Linked DNA regions of Gossypium hirsutum: region 2 is linked to region 1. The links are chromatin contacts, called in public Hi-C maps. All regions are on one chromosome and are shown on one strand. The core of a region is the stretch at or near the end of the contact, and the rest is flanking DNA. Distances in the headings are between cores, read along the strand shown. Region 1 holds the start of LOC121217986. Region 2 holds the start of LOC107903879.

Region 1 (5,699 bases), core at 1,786-4,285:
CAGGAACATCCTCCTCCAAATAGTGATCAAAATCCCAATCATACTTCACAATCAAGTCAAGTTGTTTCTGAAAATCTTCTATTGTTGAAGAAAGCCTCTCTTGAATATCAATGAACTGAGGTGAAACAGATCGTTGGCCTCCCTCAATAATATTTACAAGTCTTTGACTCAGATCTCTAATTTGGCTGGCAATAACTGAGTTTTGTTGTTTTTCTAATACGTTGGCGAGCTTTATCCTCACCTCCTCAAAGCGTTCAGATAATTGAGAATCTTCCAAAAGTTTTGATATCTGATCTAATAGTTTAGTTGATATTAGTCTTGATTGACTTTCACTAAGAAAGCCAGAAAGTCTCTCAGACAAACGCATGAAAATTTCTGTTAACTCTGCAACCAATTTTGCTTCATCCCATGCCGTTCCAATCCCTATTGAATCTTCTCTAAGAAAATAAAACTCAGAATCGGATAGGTAACCAGAAACACCGGTTGGCTGCTTCTGAGGAGACACTTCATTTGCCACACTCTTAGCTATAGCTTCAATCTGCTCAGATACTGCATCAGCAGATTGCTTAAGTTCTTTCAAATTTGATGCCTGCACACTCAGCCCAGCACCACGAAACTCAAGAATCCATGTGTCAAATCCTTGGCCAGACATGTATCTCGCAAATGAAGACTGCATACCGAATTTATCAGGAAAAGTATCATATTTATCAGTACATGAGAAGGAAATAATATTAAGCATCTTGGAGGATACATGTAAATTTGGAAGGTGTTGTTTATTTAAGTATTCAAGTAACCATGCCAAAACGGGAAGAATAAATGGAACTTAGCATGAGAGAACCTAGAGAATAGAATATTTTGTAATGTAATTTCTTCCATAAAATGTATAGGCTACATTTGTTGTCTAAACAAGGCTATCTATACAATTGTCAAAGAAATGCACAACAGGTTTTCTAATGAAGTCAACAGGTGATGACTGTTGGTGACGTAAAGGGTCCATATGGATTGAACTGTCAAGTGTAAGTTTCACATTAAGCTTGGTTCAACAATATATGCCTAATGGCTCATCAAGGATCAGGCTTGGGCTTTAGAAATTATGACATCTCACAGGTAGCTATCACTTGGATAAATAAAGGTGATGATTTAATATATATTTATAATATCAACAGCTACTAACATACAACATGGTACATTAAATGGTTTTCCAGGACTCGTCAGATTTTGGTTTCTATGAAGCATCAAGAGGATCATAGAAAATCTCAAACTGAAAATGTTTGGGGTTGTATTAATTATAAGCTAAAGATAAAATGTCCATTACTCCTGGTCAATCCATGAGCAAACACAGCTAAACAACATCATGCAGCATAAAACCTATATAATCTGAGAGAAAAACAATTGAGCATCCATACTAAAAGCAAAAAAGAGCATACTGAAATGGACAGAAATACAAGACTAGTGAACCCAAAACCCACTCTGAGATACATGAAATGGCTCTTTTTTTGTCATAAAAAAATTCCTTTTGAAATAATAATTTGAAGAAAAAAACACAAAAAACAAATTAATGAGGATCCTTGATTAGGTATGGTTATTTCATCTAGTATGACTTAACATGTATTCTCATCCCAAATTAAAACTAAAAATTAAAGAGTTAATGATAGAACTAGAACTGTTTTATAATTTTATTTTATACTTTTCAGTTTATAACCACAATGATGCTGGACAGTAATGTCCAAACTAATTGGAGGCCAAACATTCCAATGCTTTGTTTTAACTAACAGAAAATAGAAGATTTCAACATTTCCAAACTTTTCCTCCATATAAAAAGATAAAAAATAATAACATTCTACTATTTCAAAACAAAAACACATAAGATTGAAATTAAGTAAATTAGCATAAAATTAAAAGCAGAACTTAATTTACCTCAGGAGAAATATCATACCCAATGGCATTAGTCCCCAGTCCAGATAATAATAATAGAGGGTGATTTCTAGGTAGCGCCTGTTAAAAAAGAAATCATTCTCTCTATCTATAAATAAAAACAATTAGGCAGCCAAACATAAATTTGGATTTCAAAATTAGTATAAATTGCACATATAAATATAATATTCAAGATATATCACAAATTCATATATACCTTTCAAATATATAATTTAGACATAATGTAGGCGTATCTATATCATATTCAGATAACATATTCCAAATCTTCACATTCATGTTCTCAAACATAGCATTACAATCAATCTCAACTAAACTATACCTATTTGTCTCATAATTTATATAGCATACTTCAGATCTTCACACTCGCATTCTCAAACATAGCATCATGGAAAGAAAGAAAGTAAGAAAGAAAAATACTAGTAATAACAAAATCCGCAAAGTGAAAGAGAAGAAAAAAAACCTGAGGAGGAGGGTGATAACGCCAGAGGGCAAGGCGCCAATCAGAATTAGGTAGAGGCACATAGTGGAGCTCGTCGGCTGTACAAATAGAAGGCTTTTCGGTAACGGCAGGATCGTTGGAGAAAGCTCTTGGGAGTGGCCGTAAAGAGGTGGAGGAATGAGAGTGGAGAGATGGAGGGCGAGGGCGAAACCGACGAGGGAGGGTGAAGTTCCGTCTAGGACGGAAACTGCAGGAAGTGGAGGAAGCGAACCGGATATCGGATTCGAATCGGGATTGGGAATGGAATTGGAGCGTGGTCATTTTCTTTGAGTCGCTGCTGCTTCTGCTTCCAAACGCTTTGAATTTTGATTGCTTTTCTCTCTTTTGGTTGAATAGCGAATGTGGACTTTTTGGATGATGATTTTGAGTTGGCTACGGCTTGGCATTTGTCCCTGATGGCCACGTGGTGAATGTGATGGTTAAATTCGCGAAAATTGAAAGCGCTATATGATTTTGATTACTTTAGCTCACCCGGACAACTATGGTAGGATACCAAATACCAGTCCTTCTCACGCTTTTCTTAACATTACACTCCATACGTGACGGTTTGTTTTTACCCAAAGATGAGAAAAGGGGGGGGGGGGGGGAGCAATTTGCCTAAATGCTTACTTTATTCTGTTAATGAATATTACAAATATTTGGGTAAACCATACAACTTAGTTACTTAATTATAGCATGTTTCTCTTTTATTTACCAAACTATAAAAATATTCATTTTCATCATTAATATTATCATTTGTTTTTGTTGTATCCACCCTCGTCAAATCATTAATAGAAATCATGGCATTAATTGGTATCCTCAACACTAATACATTATATCAATTTAATTCTAATTTTAAATAATTTAACAAATTTGACCCTCTATATTTACAAATTTCATCAATTTGCAACATGAGAAGTCAAAGATTGCATAATCATTCACCTTTTGAGTAGGGATGGCTAACAACAATGCCATAACTTCACAAGATGACTTGTCACAATCTAACTCATACTTGAGGTGTAATATCTCGTTCGGCGTAGTCTAGGGAATTGAAGTACTATTTATGGAGATAGACTTATAGAATAAATTCTAAGAAAATAAATGTTAAGAACTTGCTAAGTGCTTGAGGACTGCGAGCACACCTTTGGGCGAAGTCTATGTTAAGACGAGCTTAGTGGTTGCCAAAGCTCCTTTACTGAGTGTATGACACCTCAACTAATAGATGTTAGTGTTTATTTCTTAGTATTGTTAGCCTTATTATTTTGGTTGAACGAGATACTTAGCCTGAAAAGGGTTAGTTAGAATAAGACAAGATATCTGATATTGAGAGGACATGCATTTAAGAAGAAAGAGAAAGTTATTACTCATAGTTATCAAAGGAGGGGTAGTGGGGAGAATAAACTTGCTCACTAAGTTTTTCCTTCTGTGCATGCTAGTATAAAGCCAATATTAGCTTATTGACCAAGCTTTGTGCTTTCTTTGGCAAACTTTATTTTCTCTCTAAATTCTCTTTCTACAACACCTGGGAACACTCTAAAACTAAGGCTAGTTTGAAGGTTTTGGTTCCTTGTATTTAGCAAACTTCATCGATGTTTGATACCTAGTAAATGTCAACATAACTTAAGCTATTATCATGGTTATTTATGGGGCCTTAGGATTTCATGATCTAGGATCAATTTAGAAGGAAAGTGTGGAGGAAACTTCCAGATTTTGGGTTTTTTTGATTTAGTATTCTTGAAACCTTGCTTAGTTTTTCTTAAGAACATAATATCTTAAGTTAACTATTTATGTCATAGCTCAAGAAACTCCCGAAGGCTTTTAAGACAAAGGCAAGGGACCTGCGGTCTGACCCTTGCTATATTTTCTGGTGAGTTCCTTTATACCCCATGTGTGTGTATCGTGTTTCTGTTCATGTCTGGTTCAAGATAAGTTCACATGTCTGGTGAAAAGTCTAGTATTGCATGTTCATGAAAGTGATAAAGAACCTTACTTTGTGTGAAGTCATCACCCATTTTACTCTGAAAAAGGAACCATATGGTCAAAATAAAGAAAAGCATTCATAGCGTTGCCTTTGATGAAATATTCATCAAATTGGCAAATTGTGGTACATGAAACACGACTTTGTAATGAATTCATGGCGTTGCCTTCGATGCAAAGTGCATTGAACAGATTGCTGTACATGAATAATGGTTATGTAGCCTCTAATAAGGTAGGAACATTGCAAACTAGACTGGCAAGCATGGCAAAGGAAACAAAATGAATGATTGATCTCTGAACACGAACTAGGGTTTTGGCTAACTCGAAAAAGGTTGTTTGTGTGAATGCATGGGCTTAATGTATATGCCAAAGGAGCTTAGTTTGCCATAAGGCTTGTGTAAGTTTAGTATTCGCTAATGGGCAGATTCTATAAAGTCTGCTTATATAGTATTCATCAATGGGCAAACTAAGTGTTTCACTAGTCTTAGCTATCGGAGCAATTGATTCCACGAGTGGAGACATAAATGTATTCATTGGTAGAATGATACATTGGATTGGACCCAAGATGAATTAATTCTGAATTCGTTTTTGAATTAATTCACTTATGATGTTCATGGTGTGATTTACTTAAATCTTGAGTTAGTCACTGACCATGCGTATGCAACTCATGTGCTTTAATATAAGTGGAGGCTTATGGTTTAAAGATGATCAAGCCCGTAGACGATATGTTGGGTACATGACTTGTGTATGGCATGACTTTACTAGAAATAGTGGAATTCATAGCTCAATTAAAGAGTTAATGATATCTTCTCATTGGCATTATGTGGAGTGATAAATATAGAACGTGGCCACGGGTTGTTTGTTCTCGAACGAGTAATTTATCACAGTCATTTGTTGACAATGATCATATTAATAATTAATAAGACACAATGGTGACAATGAGATAAAATAGGGTTGTATTAAGTGAACAGATTTAACTAAAAGGAATCAAGGATATCATATGAGGCTAACACACACATAACGAGGTCATTGGACAAAGTAGTTGGAGGAATTGCTTTCGTAAAGAATATACAAAAAGGAGTTTTCAATTATGGTACTTCTTGTGGACTTATTCCATGATTAAGTAATTGCAAATTATTGGGACGATGCTTCTGGACATAATTACAATCACTAAAGCCTAATTGTATATGTCCGATTGGTCCTACCGCTAGCTCAACAAAAGCTCGATTGGACTGCATTTGAATCAGAAGTAAATTCTATGACTTTGGAAATAATTTAATTGAGTCGATTTATTCGATGTGGAATTAAA
Region 2 (5,076 bases), core at 761-3,260, 230 kb after region 1:
TATACAGGATAATAAGCTGAGATCGGCACTGCCCCAGACTGGTGATGATGAATGTAATGCGGGGCACCAGCAGCATGCAAGAACTGCTGCTGCTGCTGCTGCTGCTGCTGTTGTGGTTGCTGCTGTTGATCAAATTGTGGTTGCTGCAATACATAACCAGAATCCTGAACTTGTTGTTGTATCTGAACTCGGCCGATTGAGTTCGGATCAGAGATATTAAGCTTTGGATCAATAGCGTTTGCAGGGATCCTGTTAACCCCAGATGGGATTTGAACAACTGGGTCTTGATAAATCACAGGCTTTTGGCGTGATAATGGATTTGTAAAACTACCGTCACTGAACAAATGATAAACAACAATCTCAGCAACTTTTTAAAGGCAAAGCCAAGCACAAATGAAGAATAGAAGCAATTACTGTCACTGAACAAATTAAAAACAACGATCTCAGCAACTTTTTAGAAGCACGACCAAGCATAATTGAAGAACAGAAACTACCGTTACTGAACAAATAAAAACGATCTCAGCAACTTTTATGGGTAAATCCAAGGATAATTAAAGAAGAGAAGTGGGTTCGATGATTATGGAAACAGTACCTTGAGATGGAATCTGGAGAAGCCAAATCTTGACCACTGTTATACTTCTGTTGATTCTGAAGAGGTAAACCCTGAGGCTGAATCACTGGAGTTTGTGTTTTCCTATATCCCACAGGAACCCCATGATCCGATCTCTCATCATCGGAAAGACCCCGATTCGAATACTCCCCAGGAACCACTCCTGAATTCAAGCCCACCCCACCACCAGAAGCAGCGATGCCGGCAGGCATCGTTGGCGGCATCGACATAGCCGCAAATACTTCATCCTGTTGCTTCACTGCACCACCAGCACCACCAGTAGCAGCAGCAGAAGTAGCAGTCACAGTAAATTGAGCAAACTGTTCCTCGATTCCCACTTTATGCTCTTTCTGATCCTCAACGTGGACCCGGATCGGAGGCAAGTTAGCAAGCGAAGGAGAAGAAGAAGTAGAACCAAAAGAAGAAGTGGTTTCAAGCATAGGAGAATCAGGAACGGAGTGAACATCTTGACCTTTGGAATTCATATTCTTTTGGCTCCCACTCCCTTCATCTTTCAAACCAACTTCAACAACGTTGCCCTGACGATCATCATCCAAACCCAACAAATTGACGTTGGTCGTGGGATCCGAAAACCCTCGGTTCAACAACCCGGACCCATTCAACGCGTTAAGGAACCACTCATCGGACTTGGTGGAATTGTTAATAATGGGCCCAATTGAATGAGAAGACGTTAGGGTTCCGTCGGGATTGAGAGGGAAAAGAAAGAGGCGAATACGAGAGGACTTGCTGGACGACGTCGTTTGGGAACAAGTTCGGTCGTATTCATCGATCATGTTCTCGAGGTCTTCATCAGTTGTAACGGAGATGAGAGAATCGAGGTCTTCGGAGGGAAGTTGATACTTGAGAGTAAAAGGGCAGCCGCGGAGAAGAGAAAGGGAGAGGCGGTGGTGGAGGGAAGCGAGGGAAGTGTGGCGATCAACAACAACCATACGAGTGTCACCGCCGACGTAACATAAGGATTTGTCATGGGGGCGAGGGACGATGGTGCCGCCATAGCTGCACATGAGGCGGAGCTTTGGGTGGAGAGTAGTGGGAAGAGCAGGGTCGTCCCATGAGTCCGTGTTGCGGGAGCGTGGGGAAGAGTCTATGGAGTCGGGATAGGTGGCGGGGGGAGCGGCGGCGGCTGCAGCAGTGGCAGTGGTGGTGGAAAGTGGAGGAGCTGCCGCGGATGGCGGAGGCGGGGATTCCATTAGAGGATTTTCGCCGGGGGTGGAGGGTGGGAGGGATTTGGAGAGAGAGAGAGAGAGAGAGAGAGAAGGAACAAAAAATAGAGAGAAAAGGGAGATGCTTGGGTAGCGGAAAGCTTTTGCTTAGCTGGTTTTGCTTAGCTGTTTCTTCGTTTCTCTTTTTGCCCTTTTTTTTCTTTTTGAGTTTTGAATATCTTTGAAAAAATCCAAAATTTTATGATTTTCCTTTAGATTTTTCAAATTAAGACAATTAGGACTAAAACCTCATCTATAATAAAATATATTTATGCCTATGCTCTTTTAAGTAAATAATTATTTTTTTATAGTTTGTTACATAATTAAAAATTAACAGGTTTTACTTTTTAAATTTTTAAATAATTCAGTTTATCTCATGATGACATCAACTTATGCTATATATCTATTTATTAATAAAGATAAATAAATAATTTAATTTATATAAAAAACTACTTTCCTTTTACTCAAGCTTTCTTTTTATTTTTCGTTTGGTTTATTATTCATGTAGTTCTTTTTTATTAATAATTTTTAATTTTTATTAAATACAAGTTTAAGTCTTGTTAGCATGATTTCAAGATTTAAACTTAGTCCAAATATTTCGTACAATAGTTCATTTTTAATAACTTATTTATTGGTATTTTTAATAATTATTAGTTAAAAAATCCTTTAAATTAGAGAAAAAAAACATGTTTAAAGGTGGTCAAATTCAAATCCTCTTAATTACTACAATAACAATAATGCCAACTGAAATAATATTAATTATACTCCTAATGTATGCAATGGATAGCTTCTGAGAGGTACGACTCATTCACTCTCTACTTATGAAAGACTAGCAAGTTAGATTCTGACATATTTCAAGAAAACAAAATAAGATTGCAGATTACTTGGTGAAGATGGCTACTAGAGATTTAAATACGGTTTGCACTTTTAAAGAGCCTCCAGCCTTTGTTGTTGGCTGAACTTCAGCAACTCAAAACTATGGAAAATTCTCATTAGAACTATATTGATGTAGTTGATTTCTGCTACTTGTTTTTTATAAAAAAATATTTTTTTTTGATAGAAATTTAATTCAATAAGATACGGATATATTTCTTCTACAATGACATCAAATATTTTTTTTAAAATTAAATTACATAAACGCTTTTAATTTATTTAATATTATGAACTTAACTTGATTTTATTAGCAAATCTATAGTATCTTGTCAACTTGTTCATACCCCATCACCATTATATTGCAATATATTATATTATACCGAAGATTAAACGTAAGACGGTTGAAGAAAATCTTACCAAACAAAAATGGCTTAATGAAGGGAATCAGGGATGATTTAAATTGTTGTTATTTTTGTACTAGTATTTTTTAAGTACCATAATCTTATTTAAAATAGTATATTCATATAAATTTAAAATGATAATAATTCATGTTATATATATTTCTGAAAATTTTATATATCAATATCATGTCTATATTATTATATTTTAATTATTTTTATCAAAATATAATGATTTAATTTTATTTTTCCGTATTTAATTGTATTATATTTAAATTATGGGATAAATACAAAAGGCAACATCTTGAGGATATGAACAGGTAAGAAAGTCCTAAAAGGCAACCTCCCAATCCTTGACCGCCTAGAAACCCAATCAGCTCCATATTTGCTTCACGCTTTCAGTCCAAAGGTAGGTCCAGCACGTAAGGGTCACGTTTTGGGCAAAAATTATATGTTTCGGGTTATATATTTTCAGGATTAATATGCAAATTTGTTATTATATTTTAAGTGGAGATCAATTTTTATTATATTTTATTTCTATTGATATTTATCATTGTTATCATTAATTAGAGATAAAATTATCATTATAATTTAATTCTATATTGAATTTTGTGGTTTTATTTTTATTGTGCATATATGCTGTTTTTTTTAATTGGTCAAATAGCTCTTCTTCTTCTTTTTTAATTTTGAGAAATATGTTGTTTTTGGGGAGAGTGTGTGAAAACACGTCCAGCTGGGTGCACTTTCCTCCGACAGTCGTTTTTCCAATGACTTTTTATATGTTGGCAACGGTAAAAAATTTTAAAGGCCAACGGTAATTTTTTTTCCCTATAAATACTAGATCATTTTTCATTCTTTTCATTCAAATCCAAATCCCTATTCTCTCTAAACTCTCAATTATCACAATTCTCTCAATTTCCTCAAGTTTTGTTCGAAATTTTCCTATACACTTGTTTAAAAATACTATAGTTTTATTTAATTATTTCGTATATTCATTTAGATTAAATTTTTACGAATGGTAAGCTCTCTGATTCGTTTCAACAATAAGCACATTTCTGTCGCTTAAGGGATAATGGTAAGGAGAAATTCTAAATTTCGTTATTTTCAATTAAGTTAATTTAAAGTTTTTTAATTTTTAAAATATTTTATTTTGTCGATATAAATAGGTGGATGATCGTGTTTTGGAGGGGTTCATGCATAATTTGTCAAAGAGTCCAGACACCGAAATTCTTGGTTATTTGCAAGACGCAAGATTCTTACATGCATCTTGTATGCTCGGGAACTGCAAATTGGATCATACACTTATCAGCGTGTTGGTGGAAAGATTGTGACCCTATATACATACATTTCATCTTCCACGTGGTGAGTGTACAATCACACTTGAGAACATAACTTTACAACTTGATTTACTGGTGGATGAGCCAGTTGTTACTGGGTCAGTGGTCGTTCCTGATAAAAAGGACCTTTGCGAGGCATTTTTGTGGAAGGTGCCGAACAGTTTTCAAGGTGGCCGACTGGATATGAAGTGGTTGGAAAATAATTTCAAAGAACTTCCTTTGAACGCGACCGATGTCATCAAATAACAATACGCCTAAGCATTCATCCTGAGGTTAATCAAGGGCATTCTAATGCTCGACAAATCTCAAATTTTGGTACATGTAAGGTGGCTACTACACCTAGCCGACTTCAAAGAATGTAGACGACCGAGTTGAGGATCAGTCATGTTGCCCACGTTGTACTGAGAGTTGTGTCGGGTAACAAAATCGGATAAGATGTCAATCAGTGGTTGCCTACTCCTGTTACAGTCATGGGCGTGGTGGCGACTACCATTTCTACATTCCCGAGTGAACAACCCTTATACATTCTCATTGGCGACAAGGTAAAATTCATTTGATAACAATATGTAGTTAATATAGTAAATGTTGTTTATTTATTATATGTTCGATTTAACATATTGCTTGAATAGGTGGAA

The links. Hi-C and Micro-C count contacts between places; a contact is called where the count stands out from the background.
Region 2: a contact with region 1 is called in a Hi-C map of leaf, with 2.4 times the contacts expected there. The contact joins the promoter of LOC107903879 here to the promoter of LOC121217986 in region 1. A contact is called at or near these places in 2 of 34 Hi-C or Micro-C datasets (hypocotyl and leaf).

The regions. Positions count from the first base shown.
Region 1 is chrD05:49,964,097-49,969,795 of Gossypium_hirsutum_v2.1, forward strand. LOC121217986 reads right to left here and starts at 3,036. Exons shown (of 9, transcript XM_041094812.1): 1 at 2,396-3,036; 2 at 1,918-1,995; 3 at 1-670. The coding sequence starts at 2,695.
Region 2 is chrD05:50,191,980-50,197,055 of Gossypium_hirsutum_v2.1, forward strand. It overlaps LOC107903879, which reads right to left and starts at 2,011. Exons shown (of 2, transcript XM_016830056.2): 1 at 593-2,011; 2 at 1-336. The coding sequence starts at 1,821.